Linked DNA regions of Mus musculus: region 2 is linked to region 1. The links are chromatin contacts, called in public Micro-C maps. All regions are on one chromosome and are shown on one strand. Each heading gives the region's core, a stretch centred on a gene start, on an enhancer-like site or on the middle of the called end of the contact. The rest is flanking DNA. Distances are from core to core; before and after follow the strand shown.

What was found. A called contact is a pair of places that touch in the nucleus more often than the background predicts.
Region 2: a contact with region 1 is called in a Micro-C map of muscle stem cells, with 2.6 times the contacts expected there. The contact joins two enhancer-like sites. A contact is called at or near these places in 3 of 484 Hi-C or Micro-C datasets (embryonic stem cells, muscle stem cells and nephron progenitors).

The regions. Positions count from the first base shown.
Region 1 is chr4:31,721,542-31,727,298 of GRCm38.p6, forward strand. No RefSeq gene overlaps it. Among named protein-coding and RNA genes, the nearest start is that of Gm32412, 110 kb to the right of the region's middle. Within about 2 kb of position 2,155, at least 7 of the 459 cell types and tissues checked have an H3K27ac peak or open chromatin away from gene starts, as enhancers often do. A contact at or near this core is called in muscle stem cells, where this site is marked.
Region 2 is chr4:31,934,025-31,939,781 of GRCm38.p6, forward strand. No RefSeq gene overlaps it. Among named protein-coding and RNA genes, the nearest start is that of Map3k7, 27 kb to the right of the region's middle. Within about 2 kb of position 3,332, at least 80 of the 459 cell types and tissues checked have an H3K27ac peak or open chromatin away from gene starts, as enhancers often do. A contact at or near this core is called in muscle stem cells, where this site is marked.

The DNA.
Region 1 (5,757 bases), core at 905-3,404:
ATTAGCAACTTTATTCAAGATTAACAGAATTAAAGCTCTAATGTCTGTTCCCCAATCTAGCTTCCAAACATTTTGGATTTAACTCTTAGGAGAAAAATATATGGTGTATGTCCTTATAATAGTTCTCGCTCTCTCAGCCTTGGTTTTGTGAGGTGCTTCATGCTTCCCTTCAGTTCACACTTGCAATACGTTTGTCAGTCCCTCTTCAAGCTCCAGGCATGGATAAGGATGGGGGTGTTGCTCATATATGCATAATTCAAATCTGTAGGTCTTTTGTGTTCACAAAGTAAGCTTTGGACGTAAATATATTTATTGCATATCTTCCAAATAAAGAGCTCCTGACCACAGCAAAGATTTAACCAGTCATTTTGCAATCAGCAGGCCCCGCAAATCATGTCTTAAGTCTAAGCTCAGGTACAAATCAGTGGACTTGCTGTGAACAAAACACCTCATCTATTAAAATAATCCTTCTAAATCATTCATGGGGTGAAATTCTTATTAGACCCCACGTAGAGTCTGTGAACAATACAGGTGCATATTTTTAATCAATTATTCCAAAATATCTATTGAAAGCCTGTTTTCATTTCATATTGAGGAAAGCCAAAAGAATATGAGCAGACCCTTTCTGATTTCACGAATCCAATGATCTAAATATAAAAGTAGAAAGATCTTGAATGAGGGACAACAGTTTCAACAACCTGACAGGCTGCTCTGGAGTCCAGTTGGGAATCTTAAGTGGGGACCCTATCTTTATAACAAGACTGCAGGGAAAAGACTACATACAAAGGAGGGCATCCTGTGGCGTTCCTCAACCTATAAAACACAAAGCTATTTCCTCCCATGAACGAAGCGATCCAGTGGCTTTTATTCTACAGATATCACTGCATTCCCTGTGTTCTCAAGGCACGGTACAGGGAGCTGATGGTGGAGCAGGGCCCCCCTGGCTTGACCTTCACAGTTAGAAGATGATACTGAAGAACTAAAAGGAAGCCTGATTTGCTGTCCTATCTTTGTTTGTTCCAAATTATTACCAATGTTTCCCCAAGTTCTTTCTGCCAAATAATTGCACAGTAAAAACATAAAAAATAAATGGTATTTTATCAAGCCTAAGCTATGTTGCAAAGTTACTGCTTTGGAAGGCAGAAAGGGAGAGGTTGCATACCCCTACTGCCAGCTCCAAGGATTGATGAAAGTTTGAATGACATTTCTATTGGCTCTTTATATTGCTTCATTATAATAAAGTGAATTTAAAATAGCACATTTCAACACATGGAGCAAAGGCACGGTTCGCAGTTTCTGACAGAGAGTGAGTGTCTTTCTCTTTCCCTCCAAAGCGGCACCGTCAGTAACAATATCATATACACAACTTACCCTTACTCAGCCCAGCCGCCCAGTAATGGTAGACTTTCAGCAACTATATTTTTTTCTTTTACTTTGGAGAACTGCTTTTATCCCAACATTTACATATAAAATAAGATATTATTAATATTTCATATTATACTGCTTCAAATTTACATAATTTAAATTCTTCTATCATGTAACAGAATTGTAATTACTATCTGAGCCACCAACACAGTCATTTGGAGCAAAGTAACCTAGTCACTCTTGAATTTTTAGACTCGGCTGTGGGGAGATATTAGGAGCTTATGGGGAGATAGCATTAAAAATGTGCAAGACATTCTGACCCATTTTATCTCATTTGAGTTTTATAATCACCATGTTCAAAAGGTAGTGAGGCTAAAATATTTCCTCACTTGAATAAATTGAGGCTCGCCAGACTTTGTCTGAATGGAGCCCGGACAAAAAAAAGAGTGTGAATTTAAGTCTGGAACACTTCCCGATCAACAGTGAAAGATATCAGGCTAGGAGACATAGAACTAACTGGGGGGTAAAAAACAGCTGCTGGAGTTAGTTGAAAAAGCACCATAGTGTATAGCCATCAGGAACATCTTTCAAAGCAAAGAAACTGTAAGTGTCTGAGCCAACTCATGTCTTCTAGGAGACTGGACAGAGTTATTGAAGGGCACAAATTGATCCAGGGGAATTATCTTCACCAGAGCAAGATCAACACAGGAAACGAGCGAGGGGAACATAGTAGCTTGTAGTCAGAGAAGTGTGTGATTGACAGGCACAGGTGGCTTTGAACACAATGGCAAAGTGCAGCTGTGGCTGCCAGGCAGGAGGACCTGGGACGCATGCTACATCTCCACAGTAAGGAGGCTAGTCCGGTGGTGGTGGTGGTGGTAGAGACAAGGTACGGTGGTGGATAGGCCAGACCTGCTGCAAACACTGTATCACGTAAGCAGGGGGGAAGCAAACTGCATGCCGTTTACAGCTCTAACATGCACACCTGGATCAGGGCAGCCACCTTGCCTGGTCCAAGGAAACTGGATGACCGAGCAAGAATACATCCTCTGGGAGGTTCTGGGGTTTTACAGACACCCAGAGCTACTCTGAAGAGTGAAGCAAAGCTCTGGTGGTCGAGGGGACCTGTGGTGGCAGCTGCCTGTGGGTACTCCACAAAAGGGTAAGGGAAACGCAAACTGGCCCCATCTAGTCCTGAGAAAAACCTCTCTAATGCTCCCTCAGTTGTGAAATTAGCCTATGATTGGTAAGGAAGTCATGGTAATAGTTCAAGACATGATCACAGAGGACATAAGCTCTCCTCTTTTGTTCTCTGACCACCTTCCCTGGAGTAACTACCACCAGTTAGTTGGCTGCGCCTCTTCCTTAGGACGACTATAGAAGCATCGTTATGGGGGTGGATGCCCATCTGAGGGATAATGCGCTCTCTCCTGATCCAGGCTCGAGGCTATGGCACCATTGGCTAGCACTGGCTAGCTAGCCGCTGTCTATGCCTTAGCCTTGTCTCAGGATTTACTCAGAGAGAACCTGGAACCTGCACTTTCCATTTCTGACTAAAAAGATGAATGACCTGCTGTCCTCCTACTGATTTAGCTGCTTTAGGCAGCCTGAGGGATGTGGCCCTTTTCCCTCACCAGCCCCAGTGTGTCAGAGCCAAAGAAGCCTTTGCCAGCCTGGGGTTGCAGCCTTGTAAATCAGTCCCGAGCAATGGTATGTGAAGAGAGGAACTTCCCAGAGAGAGAGCAGTCCACTGTGCCAGGGTGCATTCAACTCCTGACTTATAAATCACTTCCTAGAAAACCAGGTGCAGAGTCCAGGTTTGCAAATCAAGTTATTTTATTCGGGATTTACCAGCATGATTTTCAAATCTGTTTCAAGACTTGTAAATCTATATTAGGATTTGTAAACTCATTTAAGGATATGGAAATTAATTTTTGGACTTATAAAGTACTAAAAACCAGTTTGGCTACAACTACCATTAATAAAAGAGAGACTTGTAAATCAGAGCATGCTCTAAGATTTGTCTGGCAGGCCCACAAATTCAATTCTGGAGTTATAACTTCAGGTGAGCACAGATTTATACAGCCAATTTGTGAATCATCAGAAAGTATAAGATTTTTATTCTGATTTGAAATATTACAGAGCAGCATCAGCAGTGACACCCTATTTATAAACTAAATATTTCAAAGCAATGCTAATAAACTACTTGGATTTAAAGAATTTGATTTATGAAACCAAAAACAATTTTTTGCTAGAAAATCTATGAGGTGGCCTGTGTTTGTGTTTGGCCTGAAATGAAATAAACCAGGCGCAATGGTTAATTTTACATTAATGGGAAGCCTAAAGGGACCCCCGGATAGATGATAAGACATTATCTGGGTTAGACTGTGAGGGTGTTTCTGGAGATTAGTATGTGAAGCAATAGCCTGAGTAAGGAACATACCCACACCCTCGTAGGGCAGACAGCACCCCACCCTTCAAGAGTCTTAATAAAACCTGCCTGAGCGGAAAAAAAAAAAAAAAAAAAAAGCAGTGAGCTCTTCCTCTGTTCCAGTTGGGTATCCACAGACAACAACATGTCCTTGAACATCACAGCCTTATGTTCTGGTGAGTCTTGCTTGGGGTTTCTATTGCTACAATGAAACACTATGACCAAAACGCAAGTTGGGGTATGGTGGTTTGAAAATGCTTGGCCCAGGGAATGGCACTATTAGGAGGTGTGGTCTTGTTGGAGGAAGTGCGTCACTGTGGGGTGGGCTTTGAGACCCTCCTCCTAGCTTCCTGACGACAGTCTGCTCATGGCTTCCTTTGGATGAAGATGTAGAACTCTCAGCTCCTCCGGCACCATGTCTGTCTGGATGCAGCTGTGTTTCCTACTATAATAATAATGGACTAAAGCTATAAGCCAGCTCCAGTTAAATGGGGAAATGGAGTTTATTTGGCTTACACTTCCATATTGCTGTTCATCATCAACAGAAGTCAGGTCAAAAACTCAAACAGGGCAGGAACTTGGAGGCAGGAGCTGATGCAGAGACCATGCTGCTTACTGGCTTGCTATCTCAGCTTTGTTCACCCTACTTTCTTACAGAACCCTGGACTACCAGCCAACGGATAGTACCACCCACCAAAGGCTGTGCCCTCCCCTATAAATCACTGATTAAGAAAATGCCTTACAGCTAGATCTTATGGGGGGGGGCATTTTCTCAATTAAGGTTCTTCTCTTTCAGATGACTCCAGCTTGTGTCAGGTTGACATAGAAGTATCCAGAACACGGTCTCTTCAGATTCTGAGACTTAGACAAAGGACCCTACCATCAGCCTATACTATCCACGATTCTTAGACTTCAGGCTTTCCTGGATATACTGCCCACAGACTGTACCCCCATGGCATAAGCACATGAGACAATCTCTAAAGGCATTTCCCCTACTATCCATCTCTCTACCATCTATTTTCTTTCCTCTTGCTCCTGTGTCTTTAGAGAGCTATGACGACCAGACCAGATGTAGCAGTGTAAGAAATGCATTGCACTGATGTTAAACCTCAGGGTCACTTTGGAAGCCTCAAGATGATTAGTGAATACTCAGTCTCTGTAGTATAGAACCAGGACAGTTTCTTAGATTTTTGAACTTCAGGATTCAAGTAGGTCGATCATATCAAACAAAATTATTATTTTCGTGTTGCATGTAATTTTAGAAAGCACACTTGCTCCTTGCCTAGTGCCAGCGAGGGTGGTCTCACCCCGCTCACACAGCTAGCTTCGCCAAACCTCTAAAGACTGTCCTGCAGCTGTGCCCTTTCTCCTGCCCACCTGAGTCACTGAGGATAGAAAACACCAGACAGCCTTCATATTTTAAAACCAGATAACACACCTGCTGGGCGAAGAATTTCTTGCCCTATCCTCCTTAACCTCTGCAGCCACCTGCAGAGGCTACAAATGATGGATCCCTGTGAGTTATGTGTCTGCTGCTTCCTATCTGCTCCACAGCCTGGTCCAAATCTATCTCCCTCCCCCTTTCCTCCTCTTCCTCCTGGGACCTGGAAATCCCACCTTATCCTTCACCCAGCGATTGGCTTCTGCTGTCCTTATTGACCAGTTAACATGGGGAGAAGGTTCACATGGAATCAATCACCTGAGTATGTCATCCACTCCTCGTTGGGGGCAGTCCCTCTTGAGGAAGCAGAATTAGTATCACAATACAGATAGCACCAGGAAAATCCACATTATAGAGCAGTTGTGCCTAGCCAAAGCAATTTCCAAACCCAGGGAGGTTTGGAAATATTTGTGGTTGTCCTATCTGGGAATTAAGCTACTATCCAGTGGTTAGAAACTAGGGATGCTTTTGGCTTTCAGTGTACTGAGACACCTACAACAAAGAAATGGAGAGCCAACGC
Region 2 (5,757 bases), core at 2,082-4,581, 210 kb after region 1:
GTAGATACCAGACATTAACCTTTTGTCTTCATATACAGGTACCCGCATGTGCATGTAAACTACTGCACACATACTCACATGTATACATACATACATACATACATACATACATACATACATACATACATACATACTCTGCACTGTTTGGAGTCCCTGGAGCTTTAACATTTCATTTATACCCACACTAACCCACCAAGCTCTAAATGTCACCTGGGTTTTAGTTCACTGGCACCATACAACCTAAAGTCTTATGTTATAGACTCGTGACAGTTGTCAGAGTCTGAGGACATGCACAGTTCATTTTCTTTTTTCTTGTTTTCTTTTTTCTTCTTTTTTTTTCTTCGTTTTTTCTCTTTTTTACTGATCTTATTAAGCCTTTTTGTTAGGACCACAAAACCTTTGGCCCATTTTCTGAATAAAACTCATCTGTTTGATCATTAAAATAAATAGAAAAATTTTCAACAGATTTAAAAGAATGTGTTTTGTGGAGATTGTAAGAGCTTGACTTTAAGCTGAGCATGGTGGTACACGCCTATCATACTAGAACTCTGAACACTGAGACTGGAAGATTGTGAGTTTGAGGCCAGCCTAAGCTACGTAGTCAAACCATGTCTTTTAAAGACACAATTGTTACTTCAAAGGTAGAAATTCCAGATAGGGTTCAGGACTTGCTATCACAAAATACAGAGCCTGGGTATATTTTAAGTTGACGGTGTGTTTTTGGTTCTGAGCCTGGGTATATTTTAAGTTGACAGTGTGTTTTTGGTTCTGTTTTTCTCAAGCTTTCCTACAAACAGAAATCTTTCTTTAACTCTCCCCTACCTTCCTTTCCCAGAACAGGTGATAAAGCCTAGGAAGGACTTCCCAGAATTCCTTGACACAGGTCTTAAGAGTCACACATGGGGTGCCCTTCCTGTACTCAGAGGAAAAAATCCACCTCTCCAAAGACGAGAGAGATGCAAACAGATCTTGCTCTGCTCTCCAGTTTATTGTCTCTGCCTCACATTCCATTTGTCCTATCATATTTCCCCACAAATTAACACTCTTCCTTGAACTTCCTATCTTTAAAAAATTCAAATTAAATGGATCATAGTAGGAGCACATGGGGAACCGGAGCAGAAAAATCACAAGCTGTGAAGTGAGACCCATCCTCAAAAAAATAAAACAGAAACAAAACAAAACAAAACAACCTATCAAACTAGACTGTTTTCTTCAGCTCTCTACTTCCTATGTCACTTATGATTATATCAAATAAATACTCATGCTTTGCTCATGTCAATCTGTCTTGCATTATAGTTTCTTCAAGTTTGAACCTAATACGTATACAATGAAAGATACTGTGCCCCAGACCCCTGACAAGAAAAAAATGGAAACTGAGACTATAATAATATGAAATAATAAGACAATAATATACAATAATATAGTAAAACTAGAATGCCTAAAACCATAAAAAGAGGCACAACTGCAATAACTTGAAAATACAGATTTTTTTTCTCCAGAAATGAGGGATCAGGCAAATGTGAGTTTGTACATGATAAAATGATTTAAAATGGAAAGTCACCCTGCAATATGAAAAAGCATGGTTCAACTAGAATAAAGAAAAGTATTACACATGCAACTGCTTTTTCTAGCACCTGTACACTAATCATTGACTTTAGTTCCCAGTCTGTTCTCGAAAAATCTTTCCAAATATCTATAAAACTCAAAATGGGAAGCCTATTTTAAAAAACAGGTTAAATGACTTAAGGTTGAATCAGCCCTCTGCTTTTTCTTAGTTGCCGAAACAAAGGCTCATATATAACCCTGAGTTCTGGACTCCTTAAGTGTCATCCCACAAAGCAGGGAAACCCACATCCCTGTGTGGGGGTGGGGGCAAGAGGAGAGAGAGCATGGACATTTTATAGTCATAGTTTATGAATGTCGTCTAAAGGGCTGTTTTCATATTGGCGTAATGTATTTTCTCTAAGGTCTGTGCTGCCTATATTCTCACTATCTGAATTCCTGCCAAGACTGGCCAAGATGTTTCCCTTTTTCCGAACCCTCTGCAGAGCCTTAACTGATATATTTTTTCAAGTTTTCTCAGCCCTGCTTCTGAGCCTTTTTTCTTTTTTCTTTTTTTTCTAATTTATCTTAACTCTAGCTCCTGCACAACCAAGTCTATTTCTAGAGAATTAGGGTAGCTAAAATTGGGAAGTACACAAATAATAATAACATCCTATTTTTATTTTTTCAGTGGGATGCTGTTTTGTTTTGTTTTGTTTTCCTCATAGAAGATTCTACACTCCTTTTCATCGTTGTAAGCATCTTCACTCAAAGGGCTAAATGATTAGAATCAAGGTTTCCAACAACAGCTGGAACCCTACAGCTAGAAGCCCAAAGAATCCCGGGTCTGCAAAACTTGAGCTGCCTCTAAGTTCTGAAGGGAACGTTCTCGGGTCTGGATGAAGTCACCGACATGTCTCTTGTCTTTTGGAAGAAACAAATGTCAGCGCGACCTATTAAAGTCAACCCCGAGCTAGGTAGCAACAATGAGCTGGGGATTAGCATTGACAGCTCCCTTAATGTGATTCTTTTGGACAGGGATTAATTTAATGTGTTGCTGTCAAATGAAACAAAAAACGAGATGGATTTACTAATGACTCTATTCCATAGCACACACTTTTCCACTCCTGATCTATGTCAGAATGAAGCTGACAGCAAGAGAAAATCTTTTTTTTTTTTTTTTTCTAATGAAAAGGAGGAAGCTATTCCCTTCTTGACAAACTTTGAAGAAGGGAAGTTGTACTGGGCTCCCAAGAGTAGATGAGCTTAAATTTAGGCACTAAGGAACAGCGAGTGCCTTCTCCAAGGAGCCCAGACCTGGCGACCCTTCCTGGCTTGGGCACAAATTTGCGAGATGGCCTTAACTTCTCCAGATCTCAATTACCTCCCATGTCAAAGTACAAGACTGAATTAAAGGGCTTCTAAACTTTTTAACGCTAAATTGCTAATCTGTAGAAGGGATCCAGCCCACGAACACCAGCCTAGTCCCACAGACGACTCTGTCGAGGCTGTGACAGAGAGGGGGCGAGTCAAAGAGCGTTGATCTCTAGGGGGGAAAAACCTGGTTTGCCAAGTCGAATGCTAAAGCCTCCTTAAAATAGTTGGGATTTCTCTTTGTTCTCCCTAACAAAGAAACTTTAATTCGCACTTCTAGGCGAAGAAAGACAATTCAGACAGGCCGTTTTCGGGTGAAAGGTGTCTCGACAATTAATAATCATTAAATACTCAGTGAGGGTTGGCAGGAGCTATTCACTGAACGGGGTGCTTATCACTAAGAAAGCATCGATTTATGGTATAGACTGGGCACTGTTCTTTCCTGAGATTGCTTTGTGTTTACCTCCTGAGAGGCACACACTCCTCTGATGCACTTGTGCATATTTATGGAGTTAGTGTGAGGCTGGTAAACCCCTCTGGGCTCGGGTCTCAGCTGGCACCCTGGCAGGGATGGTCCCTGGAAGTGTCTGAGCTGGAGACTTTGTTGCAGGACGCCTGCTTCCCGGGATCCGGGGTTAGCTGGGCACCAGCCGGCAGCCCCCAGCCTCAGTCCGCTGGGCTGGAGGTACGCTCCCGGACTCTGGCTCGGCCCACCGGCGCCAATCTTCGGGCCACCTCTGCCAGTGCTCTGTGACCCAGAAATTCCACAGCCAGCGAATGCTCCTGTCCTGGCAGCCCCTCCGAAACTGTGGCAGAGTCCCGCACGCGGCGGGCCGCCAGTGACCCAGCAGCTTCTGGCGCGTGGTTTCCCCTCCGCACCGTCCGTTCTTTCCACTGCTAGCCGCTGCCCTGTCGATTACCTGGTTTTTACTGTTGATAACTGACTCTCTGGTTTTGTCTCTCTAGCCTCCCCCTTCCTTCCTCCTTTTCCTCCCCCTGATGGTTATAATGGCCAACAGACTCGTCAGGCTTCTTCCTACACCAAAACCCTGCCCTCCTCAGTCGTGCCCCCCCCCACCCCCCCCCCACCCACGGCTTCGCTCCGCAGGCCACCCAGCAAGCAGCAGCCAGAATGACCGCTTACTGTGCCAAGCTGGCTAAAGGCTCAGGCCCCTTGCTCTGGAGACCACCTCTGCACCAGAGCAGGAGCCACCAGACCCGCCTTGTCGCTTTGTCCCCAGCGCCTGCTGCCACCATTAAGAGATCCGTGTAGGCCTGTGGTCTGCCAGCAGACTGGAACTCAGCTGGCTCTGAACTTTGATACAGAAAACAGCAAATTTATATAAACATTTACTTTCGAATACGAGCATTTAAAAAAAAAAACAACCTACAGTAAGCCAATGAATACTTTTTATATAAATATATATAAATGTACACACACATGGATATGTCATAAATGCTACTCAAAAATAAATGAAGGTATGCTCTTTAATTTTTACCTATAGAAAGGTAACAAGGAGACACGGATCAACTTAAATATAAAGGTTGGCTAGAAAAGAGAAAATTCGAACACCACAAAACTGGATTATCTAAAGCTGGTATTCGTGCTTATTTCCTGAAACATTTCAAGGATTCCTTATGTACGTTACTTCATAAGAGACTGCTAGGCACACCATCATATTATATAGAGCACAAAGAGTATAAACAAAATGCCATAAACCATAACAAAAGTTGCTATAAAAACTTTATTGTAAAAGCAAAGCCGGGAATGGGGGGGTTCTTGTAAAGAAGGCTAAACAGAGAAATTGAAGTTGCTTGCAAGTTACCTCAAACTTGTAAGTATCGAGTTTCCTTTGAAATTATTTCTCATTTTTATGAGAGGCTGATTGAGGATCACCTGGAAACGGTGGGGGAAGGAAGACAAGGAGAGAAATACCAGTTGGGTCCACGGGTTGTTTGAAAGACTGAAAGAGCCACAGTGCCACCTTATGGGGAAAAAAGATTTCTTTTTCTTCCTCGACATTATGGGGTTTTTTCTCCCCCCCACCCCCTTTCTGGAGAGAAGAGAGGAGAGAAAGGAGAGAAAGAAGAGAGAGGAGAGAGCAATTAAGCCACCCAAAGGACAGGTAGAAATTTTATTTATGTGGATAGTAGTATTTTTTCAGTTATTTTAAACACACTAGTATGCATATATCAAAACTTTAAAAATTATAACAAGTCAAACATGTATGTAGCACCGAGAAATGGTCTAATGGAGTAGATCATCTGAAAATTCGAGTGTTTGCCTAAAACTGTGAGTATGAGATTGTGTCCATGTCCTAAAAGAATGATTCCTGACAGATTCCACTATTAAATATTTAAGTCTTGAAGAAAATGCAGGTCCTTTGATCAGTTGCTTGCATCTGGAAAAGGCATATTCTTAAACTAAATACAAAGCAACTTTACTTTTAAAAGCTGCTTGTCTAGTTATAACTAAGAGAGGTGGCGCAACGGTTTACAGGACTTACAGGTATTGCCTTAACAAGAGGTCTAGTTGTCTAGCCATACAGAGGGTGCAGATCCTATGCCTGAACCTTCAGAGTGAAAGGGCGAGGACTCCAAAGCTAAGGAGTGCCAGCCAAAAGCCACCCTCGCTCTATTGTGCAGCCAGAAACATCTAGCACGCTGTGAGTGATTCCTATCCAAATGTCTTCTGCAAGACAAGGTGGAACTCAGGGGTTACCTCTAGGCATTCTTTATTCTCTGTATTTTAAAATCACAGAACTGGTATATTCCTCTGACCTTCAGGAAGGACTAAATCAAAGGCATCCCAGGAAGAGACCAGTGTATTTCAAACTGTGT